Linked DNA regions of Sus scrofa: regions 1 and 3 are each linked to region 2. Evidence: chromatin contacts called from public Hi-C data. All regions are on one chromosome and are shown on one strand. Each heading gives the region's core, a stretch centred on a gene start, on an enhancer-like site or on the middle of the called end of the contact. The rest is flanking DNA. Distances are from core to core; before and after follow the strand shown.

Region 1 (3,088 bases), core at 206-2,705, 120 kb after region 2:
GGAGCAACCTGAGGAGTTGGGGAGGAAGAATTTGGAAGGTGGAGTTGGAAATAGGAGAGTGAAGGCAGGCTCTGGATGGGTAGCAGGTGGGAAGAGGGTGCTGGTGGTTTAGCTCTTTTGACAATAGCCAGTGCAGATGACCTGAACTTTCTGGTTGAGGCTTCCCCAGCCTGTGCAGGATATGGGGTCTTCCAGGGAGGTCTGTATATGAAAAAATTTGCCTTCCAGGAGGCTGTCTCCATGGCCTCCAGCCAGAGTCCTTCAAAAGTCTTAAAAAGATGGGCTAGGTCCTGGCTCCTGAGTTTGCAGTGGGCAGGGTGGGGTGTGAAGGGCCTGGCATAGGGCACACCTGGGCCTCAGGAGAGAACCCAGATGTTCCTCCCTCCGAAGGCCCGGATATTTGCTGGTGAGGGAGTTCAGACTTGCCCAAGGCTTCTCACCTTGGGGTGGGTCCAGGTACAAGTCTGGGAGGAAAGGAAAGAAATGTGCCCTTACATGTGCACTTTTGCAGCGGTGCGCCCTCCTCTAACAGCCGGCCTAGGTGTGGTAGCACCTCCACTTGGCGGTGAGCAAATAGGCGTGTGTGTTTGGGGGGCAGGGGTCAGATTACTTGGCTTAGTGATAGCGCAAACCCAGGCCCAACCCCAAAGACTGCGCGCTCTTCCCGCACAGCCAGAGGTGGGGGCGGGAGGGAAAGGTTGGCTGTTTGGGAGTCCTGGGAGTGGGCAAGACCTGGTGCGGTGGGGAAAAACAAGTCACCTAGGAGTTCAGGTAAAGAAAATTGGAGGCGGACAACCACAGGAGCCAGGTATTGGAGGAGAAAGAGGGAGCTCCGGGCGCCGCAGCGCAGGGGTGGTGATTTGTTAACCGGCGGGCCAGAGGAGAGGCGTGGGACTCACCCGGCGCCCAGGCAGGTAGAGCTGGAGCGCTGAACCACCGCACCTGAGGGTTCAGAGCGGGACCCCCCAGTCCGGCCCCTCCCACCCCGGAGGGCTCCCGATTTCGGTTCCAGTGCCCCTCTCAGGTGAGGCCCGGCGGGAGCGGAGCCGGGCGGGGCGTGGCTGGCCGCCCTCTGGGCTCTGCTCCTCACCCTCCTCCCACCGCCCTCCACGTTGCCCTGGCTACCGTCGCGGTGCAGCCAGCCACCCCCTAACCCCCGCGACGGAGGGGGTCGAGTCCTCCGCCCTGGGCAAGTGCGAAGACTGATGGACTGGAATGCGGGGTCCCGGGCCGCTTGCGACCGCGCGCCCCGCTCTCCTGGCTGCTTCCGGCCTGGCTTGGGCGGCGGGCGGGGGGAGGGCGGCCGGGCGGGCGAAGGGGGGGAAGGAGCGGAGCCGGGCCCGGCCGACGCGGCTTTGTCTCCTTTGTTCCCGGCCGTGGCAGAGCCGCAGCGGGAGGGGCGGGCGGCGGGCGCAGTTTTCTGCCCCTCGGTCTCCGGGTAACAGCTGCGGCTTCGCCAGACCCACCTCCGGGGGGCGGGCGAGGGGGGGCCGCAGACGCTACCCTGCGCAGATCCCTAGTCGGGAGTGGCCGGCGCCCGCCTCGGCGTGGCGTGCTCGTTCCGCTGGGCCTGGCCGGGTGGTGAGTGTGGGGCCCCAGGGCCGGGGTGGTGGGGCTGGGGCGAGGCAGCGCGCCCTTGGGATAGAAGGACCTTGGTTGGGCCTCCATGCTGCTGGCCCCGGGCAGCCCAGGTGAGTGGTGGGCGCTTCGGTCCTGAGAGTTGGGACCACACTTCTCTGTGCGAAGGGAAACTCTGGCGGCTCCGCCTGTAACGCGATTGGGAGACAGAGGAGGTGGAGCTGCTCCTCCGCGCCCCCTCCTCGCTGCCGCCGCCGCTGCCTCAGCTAGGGACCGGCCGGCCTCTTCCCCGCCCTCCCAGGACCACTGGTGGGGTCCTTGCCCCGGCTGGGGAGGAGGGAGGAGGGTCAGGGAAGAGTCGATGGGAAGGTCGAGGCTTCCCCCCTGTAGTAACAGCCCTTCCAGGCTGTGCTGGGCGGGACTGACAAAAGGCAGACTGTGCTTTCCCCTGCCACGCACCCCCAGGGGGCGTCCCCCCTCCCCCACCCTAGACGCAGGTGATGGGTGATTGATCACTCGAGTCCTCACTGGTGCCCGGTAAATGGTGGACAAACCCCGCTCCCCCCACTTCAACACAGACAACAGGGCAAGCGCTGCACTCCTGTGCTGTCAATGAGTAACTTTTAGATGGACCCTGGGAATGGAGTGGGAGGGCAGAAGGGAAAGGCCAGTGTCCTAGACTCCCTGCCACTGGGTAAATGAGAGCTGGGCTGTGAACCCTCTCTCTCTGTGTGAAGGGCAGTCTAAACCCCTTCAGTTGGTGAGGACAGCCCCGGCAGAGCCAAGAGAGGTGCTTGCTCTTTGCAGATGAAGTGAGGCAGCCTTGAGGCGTGCTGAAGCCTTCCAGAGGAAGTTGGGCCCAGAAGAACCAGGCTTTGGCTATAACTCTAGCTGCGACTTGAGATCTGGAGAGTGGGCAAGTGATCCTAGCTATGCAAGTAGGGAACTTGAGGCCTGACTTCCAAACCAGCCTTTTCAGTCTGCTCTGGCCTGGTCCTTATTAAATGTGGGGCTGACACCTTGTCCTTTGAGAAGCCAGGTGGCTTGGAGAGGGTTGCGGGCCCCATATCTCCCCTCCTGGCTGGGTTTTCTTGGCTTCCTTTCAAAATGCAAGGAGTACCTGTTCTTTGCGAACGTCTGTCCTGATTACTCAGGCCTCTGAATCAAAAGTCACATTCTCTGGAGTTCCCGTTGTGGCTCAGTGGTTAACAAACCCAGTTAGTATCCATGAAGACGCAGGTTCAATCCCTAGCCTTGCTCAGTGGGCTGAGGATCTGGCATTGTTGTGAGCTGTGGTGTAGGTCACAGACGAGGCTCAGATCCCTAGTTGCTGTGGCTGTGGCTGATTTGACCCCTATCCTGGGAACCTCCATATGCTACGGGTGTGACCCTAAAAAGACAAAAAAAAAAAAAGTAAAAAAGTCACTTTCTCTGCCTTCAAGGAGCTTGAAGTCCAGAGTGGGAGCATGGATCAGGGAAAAGAGTGGCCTCGGTTGGTGTACTCATGCCA
Region 2 (3,423 bases), core at 577-3,076:
CTGTCTCTGTCCATTGGTCAGAGCTGACCAGAGCCCCTGCCCTGAGTCCGTTTTCTCCTCGCAGCCTGACCACATGATGACCAGGTGGGCTCTGCTGGTGCTGATGATCCTGACATTGGCCAGGACCCTGCTTGTCCCAGCAAACCCACTCCCAGGCTTTCAGCTCCTCCCTCAGAACTTTCCCCAGGTCACTCCCTGCCCTGTGACCTCAGAGAGCCCATCAGCCAGCACCACAGGCCCCTCTGCAACTTGGGGGCACCCCAGCCCTGGCCCCCACCCTGGCTCCCGCATCACCCTCTCGCTGGATGTCCCTCTCGGCCTCCTGCAGATCTTACTGGAGCAGGCCCGGGCCAGGGCTGTGAGGGAGCAGGCTGCTGCCAACGCCCGCATCCTGGCCCATGTCGGTCGCCGCTGAGCCTGAGGGAGGGGCTCACAATGCTGGAGCCACCCGAGATGGGGAGTCCCGGAGCGGCAGAGCTGGATGGTACTATATCTGGGCATGGTGCATCTGGACTCCACCACATGGGGTCACTGCCATGTGGTGTCATATCACCTAAAGTGCTTCACAGAGTCGCAGTGTGTCTGGACAGCCTGGATGTTGCCATGTCAGGTCACCAAGTGGAGCCTTGCCCTTCCTAGGAGCCCCACAGACTTACAGTATGTCTGGACAGCCTGGACACTATCATGGAAGGTTACTATCACATGGTCTCGTCACATCTGGGTTCCACAGTCACAGAGCATCTGGACAACATCACTTGTGGTCACTGACATATCTCTTTCAAGAACCTCAACACAAGAGTCTATGGCTGCATTGGAGACCAGCTTGCCCAAGACTAGACCCGCGGGTCTTCCCTGCCCCTCACTGGTCACCACACAGAGAAGTGCTGGTGGAGGGTCACAAGCATGTTTTTGTGCCCAATGAGGCAGCACCCACTCCAGACAAGTGGGGCCATCAGGGGTATCTCTAAGCATGGATTGATGGTCGTATGTGTGAGGTCTGTGGCTGTGGCAGCCTTGCTTTGTGTGTGGGAGCATATGTGTGTATGTGTGAGCAAGGTGAGGGCGTGTGAGGGGGCTGGGAGGAACAGGTGCTTGTCCTTCAAACCTTCATGAAGCATGCTCAACACATAGACAGGCACTGTCTTACCACACCCCTGCATACCCAGCCTCCACCCCGACACACAGGGCTAAAGGAGAAGGAGCTCAGGCTGCTGGGACTCCTGACCCAACTGCCCCTTCTTTGTCGAATGGGCAAACACACTCACCTTTCCAAGCCTTGGTTTTCTCCTCTGTAAAGCATAGTAATGCCACCAGGTGTCTTGTGAGCACTGAGTGATGCAGTCTGACATGCAGAGAGAGCTCAATAAATGCAGAGACCAGAGAATGGGAGAGAGAAGAATCACCAGGCAGTGACACACAAGGGTGGAGTCATAGCTGGCTACGCTGCCCCTCTGCCCACTCCCCCCACCCCAATTTCACTGACCCGTCCCTTGGTGTGGAAAGGGTGGGTTTTGGCTGATCTCACAATCCCAACTCTATTGCTGGGCTGGAGATGGGACTGACCTGGAGAGTGCAGACAGGCTTGCCTGCAGATGGGGCAGATAGTCTGGGTAGTGTAGACAACTCCAGCTGGAGCAGAGGGCAGACACCCGGCTCTGGCTGGAGAGGTACTACTGTCGGAAGTGAGGCTGCCTGGCCGGGGCACTGACGAGATCTCAGTTTGTAAGCAGCCCGGGGGGGTGGGGTGGAGGCGGGGCCCAAGGAGGGGTTGGAGAGGCGGGGCCAGCGGGCAGGCTGCCTCTCCGGAGCCTGGGGGGCGGGGCTGCCCGACTCCAAGCCGCAGGGGGCGGTGGCCCAGGCCAGTTCAGTTGCAGGATGAACCGAGGCACGGAAGGAGGCAACTCCCTGACAGGACTCGGGTCAAGGAGCAGCAGGCGGGGTAGGCTCGGAGCCCGGTGGAGAGGGTGGGAGGACTGGGAAAAGACCCGGGCGGTGTGAGGGTGGTGCTAGAAAGGGTGTGAGAGTGTTGGGGGTCTCTCCAGGAATAGGGGTGCTCTGAGGGAGTATCAATCTCTTGGTGGCATGGAGGAGTGGGAACACTGTTGCCTTACAGGGGAGAGGGAGCTGGGCCAAGTGGGGGGACTATAAATAGCTTCTTCCTCCAGCCTAGGGAGAGGGCCAGCCAGCTGGAGCTGCCTGGGGGCCTCCTCCTCTGCCCTTTGCTGGCCTCCAAGTGGTCATGTTTGTCCAGGTCTTCCCTCCGGGGTCATGCCAGTCTGGGGAGCTCCAGAGGCCCATTTGGGAAGCTTTTTATATGATGTGACTGTAGCCCTTAAACCAGCATTTCTAGAGCACCTACTGTGTGCCTTGTGTGGGTCCTGAGCTGCCCTAAACACCTACTGTGTGCTCTGTTCCAGTCATGAACCTCTCTGAACCCTTACTGTGGGCCCTGGCTGGTCCTGAGTCACCCCGAGCCCCTACTGTGTGTCCAGTGTCTGGCTGAAATCAACAAGCGTAGATCAGGGTCCACGGGCTGCTTGGTCACCCCCAAGTTGGAACCTCACACCCTGTGTGAGCTCTGAACACAGGGAGACTCAGGAAGATCCTTGGCTAGAGATGGCCAGAGGAAGCTGGGACTCCTGGAAACTCCCCAACCTCTGGTGGCAGTACAGGGAGAGGGGAGGAGGGGAATAAAGGGAAAGGGAGGCAGCAGAGAGCAGCAGGCCTCACGCAGTTGGCCCCGGGTGTAGGGCTTGTTAGTGTGTATGTGCACTCGTGGCTGTGTGCACACTGTGCTTTCATGCACTGGTGTGTGGGTCTGTGTGGTGTGCACTGAGGTCCCTGGGCCTAAGTGCTGCAAAGGGTGGTTTGGCGGTTTGGCCAGGATGGGCCAGCAGATACAGGGACTGGGAAGAGTTTGAGCATAGAGGACTGAGGATTGAGGACTCTGGCCACCCTAGTCCTAGGACACTGGGAAAAGGACCAGTGGTCAGTGCAGAGGGCACCACAGGAGCCCTCCAGGGCCAGGCCAGGTGTGTTCTCAGCAGGGAAGAGCTGAGCAGGATGTGTTCACACAGCGGCACACACTGACATCCCAGCACGTTTCCCACCCCTGGGTCAGGAGGGCTGGCTCACTCTGGGATGGCCCCAAGGAGGGAAAAGCCACAGGGGCCAGTTATTCCAGTGGACGTCTATCGACGCTGAGGGAGCAGAAAGCCAGGAGAGCATTTCAATGGAGCAAACATGTAGGAATGCGGGTGTGGAGGTGGGATGTGTGGTTATAGTCCAAGGTGTGGGAGGTGAGGTTTTGAGAGGCTGGGAGTTGAACTGAGTCTATCCTGCCCTGTGGGCTAGCAGCTCTGTGACGGCTTTCCCCCTTCCTCAGTTTCCTACCTGGGAAATGGGGCCGTGGGAGGGGCGATG
Region 3 (3,344 bases), core at 775-3,274, 71 kb before region 2:
CTCAATTCAGACATTTCCCCAGAGGGTGGATGGAGGGGACATAGCCCCTGCCCCTGCTGTGAGCAAAAGGTGTCCGAGGTGCCATTTGATTCCCTGACACTGTTCCCTGCTGGAGTTTATTCTGAAGGGTGGGGTAGGAGGGGGAGCAAAGGGAACAGAAACAAGGGAATCAAAGACTCAGAATGTAGGTGCCACTGCCTCCCATGTTTACAGGAGCCTCCCTGGCCCTCGGCACCCGGGCTGCAAGAAGTGACTCAGTAACATCCCTCCTTTATTCCCTAGTAAAGGGAAAAATGACTGTTAGGACTCTGTTCACAAACTCTCACTTTTATTACTTTGATGTCCAGAATTGGGGATTTTAAATTTTGTTACTTTGTTTACACATCAAGATTTAAAAAATTTTTCAACTTTGTTTACAATTTCAGACTTTGAACTTTTGTACTTTGTTTACAGTTGAGAATGTTTTTTTCCCTTTGTTTACAAGAGAAAGGTAGAGAAAGTGGGAGAGGGGCTTGAAGGATCCACCTGTGAGGACCTTGAACCTGGCCATCTTGAGGGGTTTCTAACCCCTAGCCCTCCCAGGCCAGAGGTCAGCCCTGAGTCCCCTGTTGAACAGCAAGCCCAGAAAGCCCCCAGAGTAGGCATCCCTTTACCACTGGGAACAGTGGTGGCGCAGGGTTGTGGAGGGTACATGCAGACCCCTCCCTCCTTCACTCATACTCTTGGGAGGCAGTCTCCAAGGAGATTAAAAGTTCTGCTTTACTGACTGGTGCCAAATCCCGCCAGCCAGGACTCCAGCTCTCCTTACCCAGAGTGACCTCAGCCCATGAAGGGTTGAGGAGCCTGCTGTGGGGAGAGTGGATTGTCCTTGCTATGTCCTAGGTTCTATAGAGGCCCCTCTCTGTCTGGGGGTCCCCCCTCCAGCCCAGTGGCTCCTTTTCCTGTCTGTGTAAATTGTTCCGTGAAGCCGCGCTCTGTTTTGGGAATAAACTTCTATAGAAAATGGTTATTGCCTCTTTCTGTTTGGGGGTGGGGTGGGTAGCAGGATGACTATGATTCAGACCAGGCTGACCTTTGGGAGAAATCTGAGCACTGCCCCCCCCCCCACTTCCCCAAGGCTATTTGGCTATTTTTAGCTCATTTCATCTGAAGATTTGGACCAGATTCCTAACGCTTTCATCCCATATTCTATCTGGTCGCCTTGAGGTTGGGCCTGAAGTTTGAGTGCGGGTGCTGAGAATAAGGCCTTCTCAAGGCAGCAACTTGACGGCTTCCTAAGTCTGCAGGGCCTGCAGCCCTGATCTGGCATTTGCCCTAGCCCTCAAAAGAACCCTAGGAACTGCCCTCAGTCCATTGACAGTATTGACTCCTGTCACCCTTCAGACTTGAAGCTGCCAGGACATCGCGTTCCTCCAGAAATCAAGCAGAAGCCTTCAGGCCTGATTCCCGGTCTGAGCTTTGTGCCGGGGAGGGGAACCTCGCAGCCTTTCAGGTCCGCGTGTCCAGAGTTAAAGGGAGGCCTTTTGAGCCCCTTCCGTGTCAGAGACATGCCATGCCCCGTGGACCTGAATAACTCAAGGAGAACTAAGGCTCCTAGACGTCCCAGCCGCGCCCCTAGACGTCCTGCGAGGACACTGGGCAAGAAGCCAGGACCTGGTATTAGTCCCGTCCCACTCTGGGACCTAGGGCCGCAGGTACCGGGCCAGCTCGGATCCTTAGTCCCTGTCCTTTAGTTAACTACAGCTCAGGGAGACAAGCTAGGCGAGCCACGAGGGGGAGCGCAAACCAAGGCGCTCGGGAAGGAAGGGGTTAAATCTCCCTCCTTCTGCTTCTCAGCGCCGCGACCTTGTCCCTTAGGCCCCGCCCCGGCACGCTGACTGGCCCAAGCCTTCCCCGTCCCGCCTGAGGATTGGCTGCTGGGAGCGCGCCCCAGGCCTTGCCTCCGTCCCGGCCCCGCCTTTTGGGCCGTAGCGGCCTCTTGCCGGAGACCTAGGAGCTGCTGCATCTCCGCCGCCCACCCGCAATGGGGCTGTCAGAAGCGCCTGGGTGAGTGAGTACAGGGCACGGCCCCTGTTCCCGGTGTCCGAGTCCGCGAGGTGTCCGGTGTCCGAGGCGCGGACCACCCCTAGGCCCCCGAGCAGGCGCCCCGCTTGGGTTAGCTCTGAAGGGATCGCCGAGTCCCTAGCAGGCACTTCCCGCCTGACGCGCCTCGGTTTACTGTTTTGGCGATTTTCTGCAGACACCTGCCCAACCATAGCGAGGGATGGGGTGGGAACCGGTGCGGCCCCAACCCCTACGGGCAGTGCGGAAAGCCCCTCTAGCGTTGTCCAGGGGCTAGCTGGCTGCCACCAGGAGGCAGCTGCGTGTGGAGGAGTACCGGCCTAGGAGGTGCTCCGGGGCGGCACGTTGGGCCCGGGACGTGGCTACAAGAATGCCCATAGCGGGGACCTGAGTCCAGTGATGCAACTGGTCGGGGAATGAGCACTCTGGCCCTTCTGGTTGCAGGGCCCTCCCAGAGGGAGGGGCCAAGTATCTAGGCCCGGTCCTCCAAGCACCGGTGCGGGGGGGGGGGGGCAAGGGGGCTGGTGGTGGCGGGGGCAGGAGCCCTTTAAGACCTCGAGTGACTCACGGAGGAGGGGCGAGGGGGCTCAAAGATCTCTGTGAGACGGGCGCGACTCGCCAAGAGTCTGAGGATCGTGCTCTCACCCACTCCACCACTCCTTCCTCTAGCCGGGACATCAGGTTAGAGTTCTTTCCCGGTGAGTTTCTGCCCCTCGGGTGGGAAGCTCACCCTAGGTAAGAGCTTCTCTCAGATCAGAACTTTCCTCAGGGGTGAAGGCTTTCCCAGTAGGGCAGAGCCTCCCTCTGGGTAAGATTCTTCCCGCCCCCGGAGATCCCTTCCCAGGTGAGAGCTTTCTCCCATTATGTGTAGGAGCTTCCTCAAGATCAGATCTTCCCTTAGGTGAGAATACCTTCCAGATTAGAACTTTTTTGGCAGGTGAGAACTTTCCCCCAGGTAAGCGCTCCCCCTCTAAGAGCTCTTATTGCCAGACCACAACTATTTCTGGGACAGCTTCCTCCCAGGTGAGAACTCCCTCCCCCCAAATCTCCTATTCCCCAGTGAGATCCTTCCCCTTATTCAGGTGGTTGCCACTGGGCAGATCAGAGGTTCTGCCCAGTACAAAACTTACCTAGGCTGGTGAAAAATTTTCCTCTTAGATGAAAGTTTCCCTTAGGTGAGACTGTCCCCCCTTCTGATGGGAGCTTCCCTTTCCAGGTGGGAACATGTCCCTCCAGGTGAGAGGCATCCCCCGGCTTTCCCAGATTAGGCCTGAGCTGGAGGC

What was found. A called contact is a pair of places that touch in the nucleus more often than the background predicts.
Region 1: a contact with region 2 is called in a Hi-C map of liver, with 4 times the contacts expected there. The contact joins the promoter of PLXNB1 here to the promoter of PFKFB4 in region 2. A contact is called at or near these places in 2 of 5 promoter capture datasets (fetal skeletal muscle and liver), 3 of 47 Hi-C or Micro-C datasets (embryonic fibroblasts, heart right ventricle and liver) and 2 of 2 datasets of contacts at active chromatin or transcription factors (alveolar macrophages and skeletal muscle).
Region 3: a contact with region 2 is called in a Hi-C map of skeletal muscle, with 4 times the contacts expected there. The contact joins the promoter of SLC26A6 here to the promoter of PFKFB4 in region 2. A contact is called at or near these places in 4 of 47 Hi-C or Micro-C datasets (blood, liver and skeletal muscle) and 1 of 2 datasets of contacts at active chromatin or transcription factors (alveolar macrophages).

What each region holds. Positions count from the first base shown.
Region 1 is chr13:31,138,500-31,141,587 of Sscrofa11.1, reverse strand. It overlaps PLXNB1 (plexin-B1), which reads left to right and starts at 1,455. Exons shown (of 39, transcript XM_021070624.1): 1 at 1,455-1,581.
Region 2 is chr13:31,258,188-31,261,610 of Sscrofa11.1, reverse strand. PFKFB4 (6-phosphofructo-2-kinase/fructose-2,6-bisphosphatase 4) reads left to right here and starts at 1,826. Exons shown (of 14, transcript XM_005669518.3): 1 at 1,826-1,939. The coding sequence starts at 1,876. It overlaps UCN2 (urocortin-2), which reads left to right. Exons shown (of 1, transcript XM_021070636.1): 1 at 1-415. The coding sequence starts at 74. The coding sequence ends at 415.
Region 3 is chr13:31,329,225-31,332,568 of Sscrofa11.1, reverse strand. It overlaps SLC26A6 (solute carrier family 26 member 6), which reads left to right and starts at 2,024. Exons shown (of 21, transcript NM_001012298.2): 1 at 2,024-2,046. The coding sequence starts at 2,024. It overlaps CELSR3 (cadherin EGF LAG seven-pass G-type receptor 3), which reads left to right. Exons shown (of 36, transcript XM_021070639.1): 36 at 1-1,006.